Regions from separate parts of the Sus scrofa genome. Here regions 2 and 3 are each linked to region 1. Evidence: chromatin contacts called from public Hi-C data. All regions are on one chromosome and are shown on one strand. The core of a region is the stretch at or near the end of the contact, and the rest is flanking DNA. Distances in the headings are between cores, read along the strand shown.

What was found. Hi-C and Micro-C count contacts between places; a contact is called where the count stands out from the background.
Region 2: a Hi-C map of liver shows a contact between it and region 1, with 5 times the contacts expected there. The contact joins the promoter of RIPK2 here to the promoter of OSGIN2 in region 1. A contact is called at or near these places in 5 of 47 Hi-C or Micro-C datasets (heart right ventricle, liver, mesenteric adipose tissue and 2 more) and 1 of 2 datasets of contacts at active chromatin or transcription factors (alveolar macrophages).
Region 3: a Hi-C map of liver shows a contact between it and region 1, with 6 times the contacts expected there. The contact joins the promoter of DECR1 here to the promoter of OSGIN2 in region 1. A contact is called at or near these places in 2 of 5 promoter capture datasets (fetal liver and liver), 1 of 47 Hi-C or Micro-C datasets (liver) and 1 of 2 datasets of contacts at active chromatin or transcription factors (alveolar macrophages).

What each region holds. Positions count from the first base shown.
Region 1 is chr4:46,911,153-46,914,917 of Sscrofa11.1, forward strand. OSGIN2 (oxidative stress-induced growth inhibitor 2) reads right to left here and starts at 1,789. Exons shown (of 6, transcript XM_005662982.3): 1 at 1,634-1,789.
Region 2 is chr4:47,073,495-47,077,259 of Sscrofa11.1, forward strand. It overlaps RIPK2 (receptor-interacting serine/threonine-protein kinase 2), which reads right to left and starts at 1,639. Exons shown (of 11, transcript XM_021089139.1): 1 at 851-1,639. The coding sequence starts at 1,023.
Region 3 is chr4:46,765,365-46,769,129 of Sscrofa11.1, forward strand. It overlaps DECR1 (2,4-dienoyl-CoA reductase 1), which reads right to left and starts at 2,063. Exons shown (of 10, transcript NM_001190232.2): 1 at 1,982-2,063. The coding sequence starts at 2,029.

The sequences.
Region 1 (3,765 bases), core at 539-3,038:
AAAGTCTACATTTGCACCGCGATTTAAGAAATCTTGATCAGAATTTCATATTTCACAAAAGAAATTTTGTATATCACTATTCTAGCATTCATTTATAGAAAGCAAGGCACTTTACTAAAGTCTTCACTAAGCTTAACGTTTCTTCACCACAGGGTTAAAACCCGTTTTAAGTTTTTGTCGAATTTCTCTCCATAACTGAATGGTAGTGCTGGCCAACTGTGCTGGATCTAGTACATCCACTTTTATTTCAAAATGTATATCCTAAAACATTCCCCATAATGTTAGTCTAGACGCACCATATTTCTCAAATTTCTACAACATATATTATTTACAATGACTAACACTTTAAGTCAGAACCTATTTGTAATTAGACCATCACATTTTAAACATGGTTCCCTGCCTTCCCTTCAAACCAGTAACTTATCAGACTTTTTTTTTTAAGGAAAAAAAAATGTTTAAGATGTGTGCGGGGGTCTAGAGGGACCTTCACAACACTACACACAAACTTTGCAGTACTTAGAAGTCTCAGTCGCAGTAACCGACTCGACCCAGGCCTAGCCGGTCCCGCAGTCCCATGACTGGCGCGGTTCAGTAAAAGGGAGATGTTAACAGAAGCGACTGCCCCGGAGTGAGGGAAACCTCGACTAGGCAGGAATAGGGAGGAAGCAGCGGACGAGGCAGGGGGCTTCTGCGGTCCAGACGCTCGCCTTCCACCCTCGACCCATCTCCGACTCCAGACACGCGCGGCCTCTGCCCATTTCGGCCCAGGCCCTGCCGCCGGACCTCGCAACACTCCACCCTCCGCCTGCTCCCCTTCGTTCCCCGGCGGAGAAGTCACCTGAAATGACCGGCCAGAGAGCAGCGGCAACACCACACGGGCATGGAGCGCGGCGCACGGGGCGCCGGAGCGCGACCACCACAGCCACTGCCTCTTATCTCGGAGGGGTGACCCGTCCGGGGCGCCGCCCGGTCGCGGAGTCCGCGGGGTTCCCGCGCCCCGCGCCAGGCCGTGGCCGCGGCTGCCCGGAAGCTGCGATTCGGCAGCCGGCCGGGCCCCGGGGCGCCAAAATACGCCTCAACAGAGAGGCTTCCGCTCCTCGCCTGCGGGCAGCGAGACACCAGCGGTGAAGATCTCAGGGTGCCGCGATGGGGGCGGAACTGGGCGGGGCGGGGACGCTGCGACGGCTGTGGCGGAGGCGCGCGGGCTCCTCCTCGCAGGTGCGGAGGCGGCGGCGGGCGAGGCCTGGGATTGGTGGAGCCGCGGCCTGCTAGGGGCCTGGCCTGACCAAGCGGCTGCTGAGAGGCCCGCGGGGGCCGAGATCCGCCCGCCCACCCGACCGCGGCGTTTGCGGTGATGGGCGGCTTCGGCCTGAGCTCTTCGGACCCTATTCCGTGTTCCCGAACTGGTGGCGTGGGTGGTTAGCTAGGCTGGGAGGATGCTGGGGGCTAGGTGACAAGGGGAAGAGGAAGAGCTCCTAATCGTAGTAGCTGGACGGTGCAGGGGAAAAACCTTGTCTGCTGCACTGCGTCTGCCAACCCGAGCGCGCAAGCCAGAGTCTCCGTAGTCCTTTCGTTCGGGCCTTTCGCCGAAGACGCCCGGGAAAGACCGAGATACCCGCCCCAAGAAACTCACTTTAGCGGCTTTGCTCGTGCTGGCCGGAGCGCAGACGCCCGGAGTTCCCCCGCGCTTTTCACTCTTGAGCCTGCGTCACAATCGAATGGGGGAACCCAGTAAACCACGAGTGCGCCCCACCCCAGAGGTTCTGATAGGGGAAGCCTGGTTTACCGACTAAGGTCCCTCTTAAGTGGCATCCCTGATTAAAAAAACCGGGTGCTAGCCCCGCCCAGAATTCACCGAGGGCGGGGGAAGGCAGGAATGTGTTTTTAAAAAATTCCTCCAGGTGATTGTAATGCAAGGAAAGTTAGAAATGTATGGAATGAAGAGTTTCCCTGTTCGGTGTTTTCAAGAAATGAAGGCGGGGAAAACCTAGAAGTGATTGACTGCATATACAGAGATATCTTTCTATTCCTCCTTACAAAAAAGATCTAGATATTTTTGCAATTAAATCTTACTTAGGTTTCTCTTCTTAAAATTTCTAAGTTCTCAGTTTTTCCTGAATGTTACCATGGAACAAACCTGGACTTAACAGACTTTAAGTCTGTGGGGCTTAAAATAAAATTGTAGGACTCAGCCTGCTTCCAGGGTTTTACGCTGTAAGAAAATACGTGTGTATATTCATTTTACTCCAATGTTCATTTTACTTTGTTTCAGAAAGTAAGGCATAAGTTAATTTTTTGTTAATATTCATAACATCTGGAGTTCCCATCGTTCCTCAGCAGTTAACAAACCGGACTAACATACATGAGGACGCGGGTTTCATCCCTGACCTTGCTCAGTAGGTTAAGGATCCAGTGTTGCTGTGAGCTGTGGTTTAGGTCACAGGCTGCTCAGTTCTTGCGTCCCTGTGGTGTAGGCTGGCAGCTACAGCTCTGATTGGACCCCTAGCCTGGGAACGTCCCTATGCCAAGAGTGCAACCCTGAAAAGACAAAAAATAAAATAAAATAACATCCTTTTAAATTTAAAGAAACTAAACTCGTAAAAGCTATGCCAATCCAGAACTGAAATATTAAAATATAAGAAGATTTATGAGTACTTCGTATAGCTTTTCCTTTATGGCTTTTTTTTTTTTTTTGCAGTATTTCCAGATTTTCAAATAATAAAGTGGGTATGTCAGATTTTAGATTTAATCTGGCTTGTATTTAAGCCTTGGAAACTTGCAGTCGTGGCTTAAACTTGATAGTAATTAGTGATTAAACCAAGCCACAAAAACTACATAAGTATTTTTCTTATAGCAGAGTTTTTTTGTATTTGTTTTTTTGAAATTGAAATTCTATTTAAAAATAAACCCCAGGTTTCATGATATTGCAGAGCAACAGACTCAGATACTTCTGATGGGATGGTAAATTAGTATGTGGTCTAAAACTCCCCTGTCTGTGTAATGGACCCTTACTCTTCCTTTCAGTGCCCTGAGCAGCACATTTAGTGTAGAGCTTATCTCACACTGGCAACCATTCCAGTCCATGGTAACTTCTGGGCTTCCAATGTTACCTAGTTGTAGAATCCTTACTGAACAACCCTCCTTACTGGTGTATAATGTACAGTATTTTATACATTAAATTGTAGTAATTAAAATGTCTGTTTTGGAATCTTTGCTAGCAGCGTGATCTTGGACAAGTTACTCAGCATCTCTGGGCTTTGATTCCTCATCTGTAAAATGAGCTAATAATAATTACTTCATTGATTGTAAGAATTAAGAAAATACTTATAAAGCACTTATCGTAGTGCCTGGCTCATTTTAATCACAAAATAAATATTAGTTTTCATTATTATCAATAATAATATCATAGGAGTTCCCATCGTGGCGCAGTGGTTAACGAATCTGACTAGGAACCATGAGGTTGCAGGTTCAATCCCTGGCCTTGCTCAGTGGGTTAAGGATCTGGCATTGCCATGAGCTGTGGTGTAGGTCACAGAAGTGGCTTGGATCTGGCATTGCTGTGACTGTGGTGTAGGCTGACAGCCACAGCTCAGATTCAGGCCCTAGCCTGGGAACCTCCATATGCCGTAGTCGTGGCCCTAAAAAGACAAAAACAAAAACAAACAAAGCTATACTGCAGCTTGTGGCAATGCCAGATCCTTTAACACGCCGAGCGAGGCCAGGGATCAAACGCACATACTCGTGGATGCTAGCCAGGTTCTTAAC
Region 2 (3,765 bases), core at 389-2,888, 160 kb after region 1:
TGTATTTCCTCTAGGGACAGGCTTCCTTCTCTGTGAGACTAAGGGTAGAAACCAAACTGAATTGAATTTGATATCTAAACTTTCATGACTACATGTAGCGAACCAAAACAACAATAAAAAGCCAAAACTGAAACATCCCTGACTCTAGAGCCATGCTGTGCAATAAAAATATGTGAGCCACACAATTAAAAATTTTCTAGCAGCCACTTTAAAAGTAAAAAGAAACACCTGAAATGAACTTTAATATATTTATCCCAGTGTATCAAAAATATCATCTTAGCATATCAATATAAAAGTATTAATGATATATATAATTTTTTCAATAGTGAGTGGTAGAAATCTGCTGTGTATTTTACACTTAGAGCACATTTCAGTTCAGAAAGCCACATTTCAAGTGCTCAAAAGCCACCTATGGTTAAGAGCTACCTATTGGGTAGAAACCCATCTACAAAAACAAAAAAACAAAAAATCAAAAAAACCAAAAACCCCAAAAAACAACAACAAAAACAGAAAAGAAGGGGTGAAAACAAAGCAAACAAAATCCAATTTCAGTAAAGAGGACGTTTAGAGTTGGGCTGTGACTGCAGATTTTTGGTGCCTGGAGAAAGTAAGGCCAAGGAGAGAAGGCTGTGAAAAGAAGTGCGATGGCTGCTGCATCTTCAGAGAAGCCAGTTTTCCCTATCAGGTTAGCCCTGAGCCTTGAAGGGCTGCCTAGCAGTGACGAATGGTAGGGCCGACTCCATGGTCACCGTCGTTTGGGCAGAAGAGCCCGCCAGCCCAGGGTTGGAGCCAGAGGGGACAGGGCACATACATTTCGGGACTCCGCGGGGGAACCGCTGGGGAGACTTACCTGTCAAGCAGTGGGGTGTGGATGTGCAAGTGCTTTACGGCCACCTGGATGCGCCAGTCTGCGTGGCGGGCGGACGACACGGTGCCGGACGCGCCACGGCTCAAGTAGCACAGGTCAGCGAGCTTTCGGTACGGGATGGTGGGCAGGGCGCTGCAGATGGCCTCCTCGTTCATGGTGGCGGGCGGCGCGGGCACTCGGCCACCAGCCGGTTCCGGGTGTGCCCGCTGTTCCCGCGGCTCCGTCCCAGCGCGCTCGGGGCGGCCAGCCCTCCCCGCTGTTGGACGCTAGGTCACGAGGTCATCCATTCCCCGAGCAGCCCACACCAAGCCGCAGCGTTTCCCGAGCCCGAGTACTCCTCTAGAGACTGGGGTCGCTGGGCGGGTGGAGGAGGAGCTTCCTCTCAGGCGCAGCCACCAGAGCCCGCCCTTCGGGGCTCCTCCCTCCCTAGACTTCTCAGTCGACGTCAGCGACTGACGCTAAAGCGACGAAGAGGGCCCCGGTACAGCCCGCGGTCCTTCCAGCTGGCTCCGGCCTCGATATGAGGCCAGGATTTCTGCCTGGTGGCGCCCAGAAAACCCGTGCCGCTTCGGCGGGGTACGGGCGGGCTTGGGATGGGGAAGGGAACCAGAGGCGCTCAATTTTGTCTTCTCTCCCCCCACCTGCTAGGTTTGGAAAGTTTGCTTTTGGGCACAGTTCCTCTCTGCAGCCTCATACCGGGCAGCAGCCCCCCCCCCCCCCCCTTACCCCGGAGGAATTTCCTCTGGGCCCCGAGTGTTCCGGGAGTCGCTAAACCCCGGAGGGGTGGCGGGGCGGGTGTGATGACTGACAACTAGGACTGTGCGCCTGCGCAGAATGTGCTTTGAGGGAATGCAGTGGTGACTAACCAGGACTCAGCTCTTGAACCCAGTGAGTCAGATAGGGGTAAATTTACCTGCCTATCTGAACTCCAATCTTCCATTACTTCCAGCTACTTCAGTCTTGAGGGGGTGGATTGTCGGAGTTTAACCCCGACAAAAAGTTCAGCTGTTTAGTTCACTATGAGACCTATTTCTCTTACTCCTTCCCCCACCCCCAAAGTCCACAATTATAGACAGAGATTGAAAAATAACCTTCAGTCTCTCCTTCCCTCTGATTCCAGGTAAGACTGAAAACGCTTGTCTTATAGATCTGGGAAGAAAACAGTGTTTAATGTCAGTCAGAAAAAACTGCAAACATCTGTTCATCTTTTTACCTTAAACACTTTTCTACTGAAATGACTATTTTGCAAAGTGTGCGTGCAAATATATGCAATACCAAGATCATGCCAGACATTTAATGAATTCTAAGACAAAAGTAATAAGGAATGCCTGATTTCAATGAGAGATTTTTGCCTAAAGAGAATCGGTGCTTCCTTTTTTGTATTGTCTGAAATGATAGTGGCAATGTTACATTTTACAATAAATGGAAACTGTAATGAGAGTGTTTTAAAATTTGATCATTCAAAATAAAATGTCTAGCTTCAAAGATATGGTCTGATAATCTGTGGTTTATTACTTAATAAGCTTTTTGCTCAAAAAGTGCTCAGAAAACTTTTTCCTTTCATTCTTTCATCCAGTTAAAAAAGAGTTCCAAAGAGAGTAAAATGTAAATAAAGAGGAAATGATCAAAATAACAATTTAAGAAATTTTTCCAGTATCAAAGGACAAAGGTCTTCATATTGAAAGGGCCCATTAGCTCCTCACAGTGAATGAAAAAAGACCTATATCTTTAAAATTTTTTACATTTTTTGTTAGAGTATAGTTGATACACAGTATTATGTCAATTTCTGCTGTACAACATAGTGACCCAGTCATACTTATATGTGCATTTTTTTTCCTCATATGGTCTTCCATCATGCTCTACCCCAAGAAATTGGATATAGTTCCCTGTGTTGTACAGTAGGACCTCATTGCTTATTAATTCTAAATGTAATAGTTTGCATAAAGATACATATTAAAACACATCAATAAAAAGATAAGAACCCTAAGAAAGAAAAGATTCCAAAAGTTTTCGGAGGGAAGAAACAAAAAAATGAATGGGAATTAGAATGGCATTGGATTTCTCAATAATAATGATTTTATGCTAATGCACTGCAGAGATTTTTTTCAAATTTTGAAGGACAGTAGCTTTCAGCCTGGAATTCTGTAGTCAAACTATTAAGTATAAGAACAGAATAAAAACATTTGCACCTATATATAAAGACGCAAACATTTATTTTCCATCCATTTGCCTTTTTTTAAAGAAAGCTTCTAGAAGATGTGCTCCCACAAAATATGAGAGTAAAACAAAAAAAGAAAATGACATAGGATTCAGAACACAAGAACAGAAGAATATGAAGGGAAATATTAGGATGAAAGGTAAGTGGCAGAATTAGAGAGCAATCCATTTTCACTGGAGCAGGAGGAGGGCAGGCTCCAAGAAGAGAAACTAGTTAAAATAATTGAATTACAGATTACCTAATTTTGAGTATTTGGGTAGTTACATTCATAGGTGTTTGATAGATCTAATGATATATGTGATAAAACTGGACAGAATTTTTAAAAATATAAGCAAGTGAAAAAATGAGGTAATTATTAATTCTATGAAAAATAAAAATTATAGAGGAATGGAAACAGCATTTCTCCAAACTATTGTGGTAGTGAAAAGTTTAAGACTTTTTAAAGCTCTGAAATAGTAGTATATTATAAATCTCTAAGAAGGATAGAACATGCAGCATAGAGCTCTATAATTTTTATTTTTAATTATATTTTAAGTTTACTTTAGAAAATAAATGTATTTACACGGTTCTAATCCAGTAGATAATTAAGCAGAAGACCTAGATACCTCACAAATGAGGATATCTAAATAGCGAATAGTAAATAAATGTTAAGAGGTGCGTAACATTATTGGTCATCAGA
Region 3 (3,765 bases), core at 813-3,312, 150 kb before region 1:
CTCTGGTATTTCGGTATTGTTTGGTCTTACTGATTTTTGGGCACATGAATTTGCATTTGGTTAACACAAATCTGACTCCATATTGATCTGCTCCTTTTACTTTAATCTTTGTCCTCTGTCACTTGTGCTTAGTCATCCTGGATGCTGCCTACAGACCAAAACTTACAGGATAGTGAGCCTGGACTTGGTAACAAGATTATAATTAATTTCTTTTGTCCTTTTTTTTTTTTTTTTTTTTTTTTTAGGGCCACACTAGCAGCATGTGGAGGTTCCCAGGCTAGCGGTCTAATTGGAACTGTAGCCACCAGCCTACACCAGAGCCACAGCAATGCCAGATCCAAGCCGCATCTGCGACCTACACCACAGCTCACAGCAACGCTGGATCCTTAACTCACTGAGCAAGGCCAGGGATCGAACCTGCAACCTCATGGTTCCTAGTCAGATTCGTTTCCGCTGAGCCACAATGGGAACTCCGTAATTAATTTTTAAAAGAGTTCATTTTCTCCCTCTCATACTGTATTGTCTAATAGTATTAGAAGAACTGGGATAAGGTTACTACAATTCAAATGATATGTGTTTAAAAAAAAAAAAAAAAAACTGAAGACTTCTACTTTACAGAGCCACTGTAGGATCCAAATGAGAGTTCTTTAAGATCAGAAAATACATCCATCTTTTACAAGAAGCTAAATCTTTACAGGAAGAGAAAAATATTATCAATAAAACCCTAGCCTTGAACAAATCTCACTTTTTAAAAGGAAGCTGTCTTTTACTTCAGATTCACTATGCCATTTCCTGTGGTTACATTTGGAATTTGTCCATGTTTTCCAAAAAAAGAGTCTGCCCTTTGTGTTGAACTGAAAAAAGTTTTTCACAGTTGGCAGAATAATTTTTCTAAACTGGCTAAGGAAATTGTGATTTCTGGTTTAGTTTCATTTAGCTAAGTTTTTTGTTTGTTTGTTTGTTTGTTTGTTTTAATCTAGTTGGTGAAAGGGACCATCCTGGATATTATAGCTTCATTTTCCTTTCTCTTTCTTCACCCCTCCCACTTACTTTATTTGCAAATTTTATTTTGACTAAGAGAGATGTCGACAATACAAAACAAAATTGGAGTTCCCTTAGTGGCTCAGTGGTTAACGAATCTGACTAGGAACCATGAGGTTGAGGGTTCAATCCCTGGCCTTGCTCAGTGGGTTAAGCATCCTGTGTTGCAGTGAGGTGTGGATGCCAAGTTGCTGTGGCTCTGGCTAGGCCAGTGGCTACAGCTCCAGTTAGACCCCTAGCCTGGGAACCTCTATATGCTGCAGCAGTGGCCCAAGAAATGGCAAAAAAAAGACAAAAACAAAAAATTATGAGGAAGCCTGCCTGAGATGCAGTTCTGCCAGCATTATCTCTAGGAAGGGAACTATAAAGAGCTGGATTTTCTTTATTTTTTTAATGTGAATATGTTTGTATTAATGTTTAACTGCACAACTAACACTTTTCATTAAAAAACAAAACAAAACAAAAAACAGACAACTGCAGATAAGGCCAATGCTCCCTCCAGTCCCCACTCCCCCACCTGGTCCCCCTCTCCTACCTCAAAGGGCAAGTATGTAGTGTCCGTCTCTTTTCCTATTTACACACAACTTTGAAACTTCTAAGAATGGGAAACCTTTGAGAATTGGCGTGCCCTCCCCACCCCCCTACACACAAACACAAACGTATACCAGGACGTCCTCCGACAACAGCCTAACATTACTTTTCTCCTTAAACCTAGTCGCAGGGCTCGCGCTCTTCGCGAGATTCCCTCCAGGCCCCAGTGTTTTCTCCTCTCTCCGCCTGACACACTGTCCTGGCTGCCCCCACCAGGGGCTGCGGATCCAGGTTATGCGCTTCTCCCGGTGACCAGGCAACCCCCCACCCCGTCTTGCTCAGCGCGCACCCGGGACAGAGTGCTCGCGAGGGTCGCGCGGGAACCTGGGCCGTCCCAGCGCCGCCTTACCCGCCGAGGACCGTGTCCAGGGGCGAAAACCCGGCCTAGCAGCGCCATGTTTTGTCTCTCCGCGCAGGAACGCGCGGGGGCGCAAGGGGCCGGCCTGAAATACCCAGGCTCCACAAACTGGGCGGGGAGCAGGCTGGCCTTGGCAGCGGTTTGGCCCCTAGCGGCCAGGACGGCCTGCCGTAGAAGGACGGCCCTTCTACATGGGTCTGAGCCCAAGGGCACTGCCCAGCTTGACCTCTCCCATACGTTTTCTTGTTCTCTATTTACCTTGTCTGTGGATTGTAAAAATAATGTTAAGGCCAGTAATAGCGCTTTAGATGGCCTTGGGTGGGTGGATGAATTGACTGTGCCAGAAAAGTGCAGATTGCAGAAAGACGTGGCATGTGTATACTGCCCAGGTGCTTGTCAATAATTTATGTTTATTCCTTCGGTGCCTAAGTCCAAGCTGAACCGCACATCGGCAATAATATAGTAAAGACACAGCTTCCCTTTGCCTAATTAGGGGAAAGTGGCTGAAATCTAATAAAAAGCTGGGCAGCTTTGACTTTTCCAGGGACAAAATGCCCTTTAACACTGAGAGATAGCAGGGAAAGGCAGGTTTATCCTTTTCTTTTCTTTTCTTTTCTTTTTTTTTTTAGGGCTGCATTGGAGGCATGTGGACGTTCCTGGGCTAGGGGTCATGTTGGAGCTGCAGCTGCTGGCCTGTGCCACAGCTTGTGGCAAGGCCAGATCCTTAACCCATTGAGCAAGGCCAAGGATAGAACCCCCATCCTCATGGATATTAGTCGGGCTCCTAACCTGCTGAAGCACAAACAGGAACTCTCTCCGTACTTCTGAAATGTGACTATTCATACCTAACAGAATTATTGTGAAGATTAAAAGAGGATGCATGTGAAGCCCCAGGGTCAGACTGATAGTATGTGACATTGAGAGTTTAAGCACCTTGCATTTTTTTTTTTTTTTTTTTTTTTTTTTGGCTTGCTTTCTTTCTCGGCCACAGCAGAGCCAACACCAAATCCCACTGTGCTTGGCCAGGGCATTGAACCTGTGTCCTGGAGCTGCAGAGATGCTAGAGATGCTACCAATCCCTTTGCACCACAGCTGGAACTATGCCTTGCATTTTCTAAGTGCTGAGGAAAAAAAAAATCAGCCCTGGACTTTCAGAAATTGGCCTGGCACTCACAGGTAGACCATGCTAATCTACCAGGCATAAACCAACGCTCAGAATACCAACTTCAAACAAGATTATTTTGAGGTCAGAAGGCAGGAGTCTACTTCACAGTTTTGTCTAAGCACAGACAAAAACAAGTTCACAGTTGTAATCAACAAAATACCTAACAACCCAGCTCTTGGCCAAGATAAGTGGCTATTTCTCTTGGCCAAGAAAAGAGGCAATTGCAACTTTTAACTTTTTTCCAGACTCTTCTTACTAGACATAAGATTTATTGAGATCCTCCTTCATAGAATTGCCTGTGCTTTCTGCCCACATCCAATTCCTACTTCCTTACACCATCTCCCAAATCATCCAACCAAAATCCAAATCCTGTAATAGGTTCTTTTTGACACATTTTTGCAGAGACTCATGATTTCCCATGATGTGTGTCCTATCTTAAAGGAAAAATTAAATAAACCCATCTGGTTCAACCTTAGGTGTGTCCCTGGTGGTCTTTGGCTGGAAGGCATTGACAGTGCCCTTATAGTGTTAATTCACTGTCTTAGTTTGGGTTCCTCCAAAGAAGACTCCTGAGATGAGGATCCAACCCAAGTGACTCATTTGGGAACAC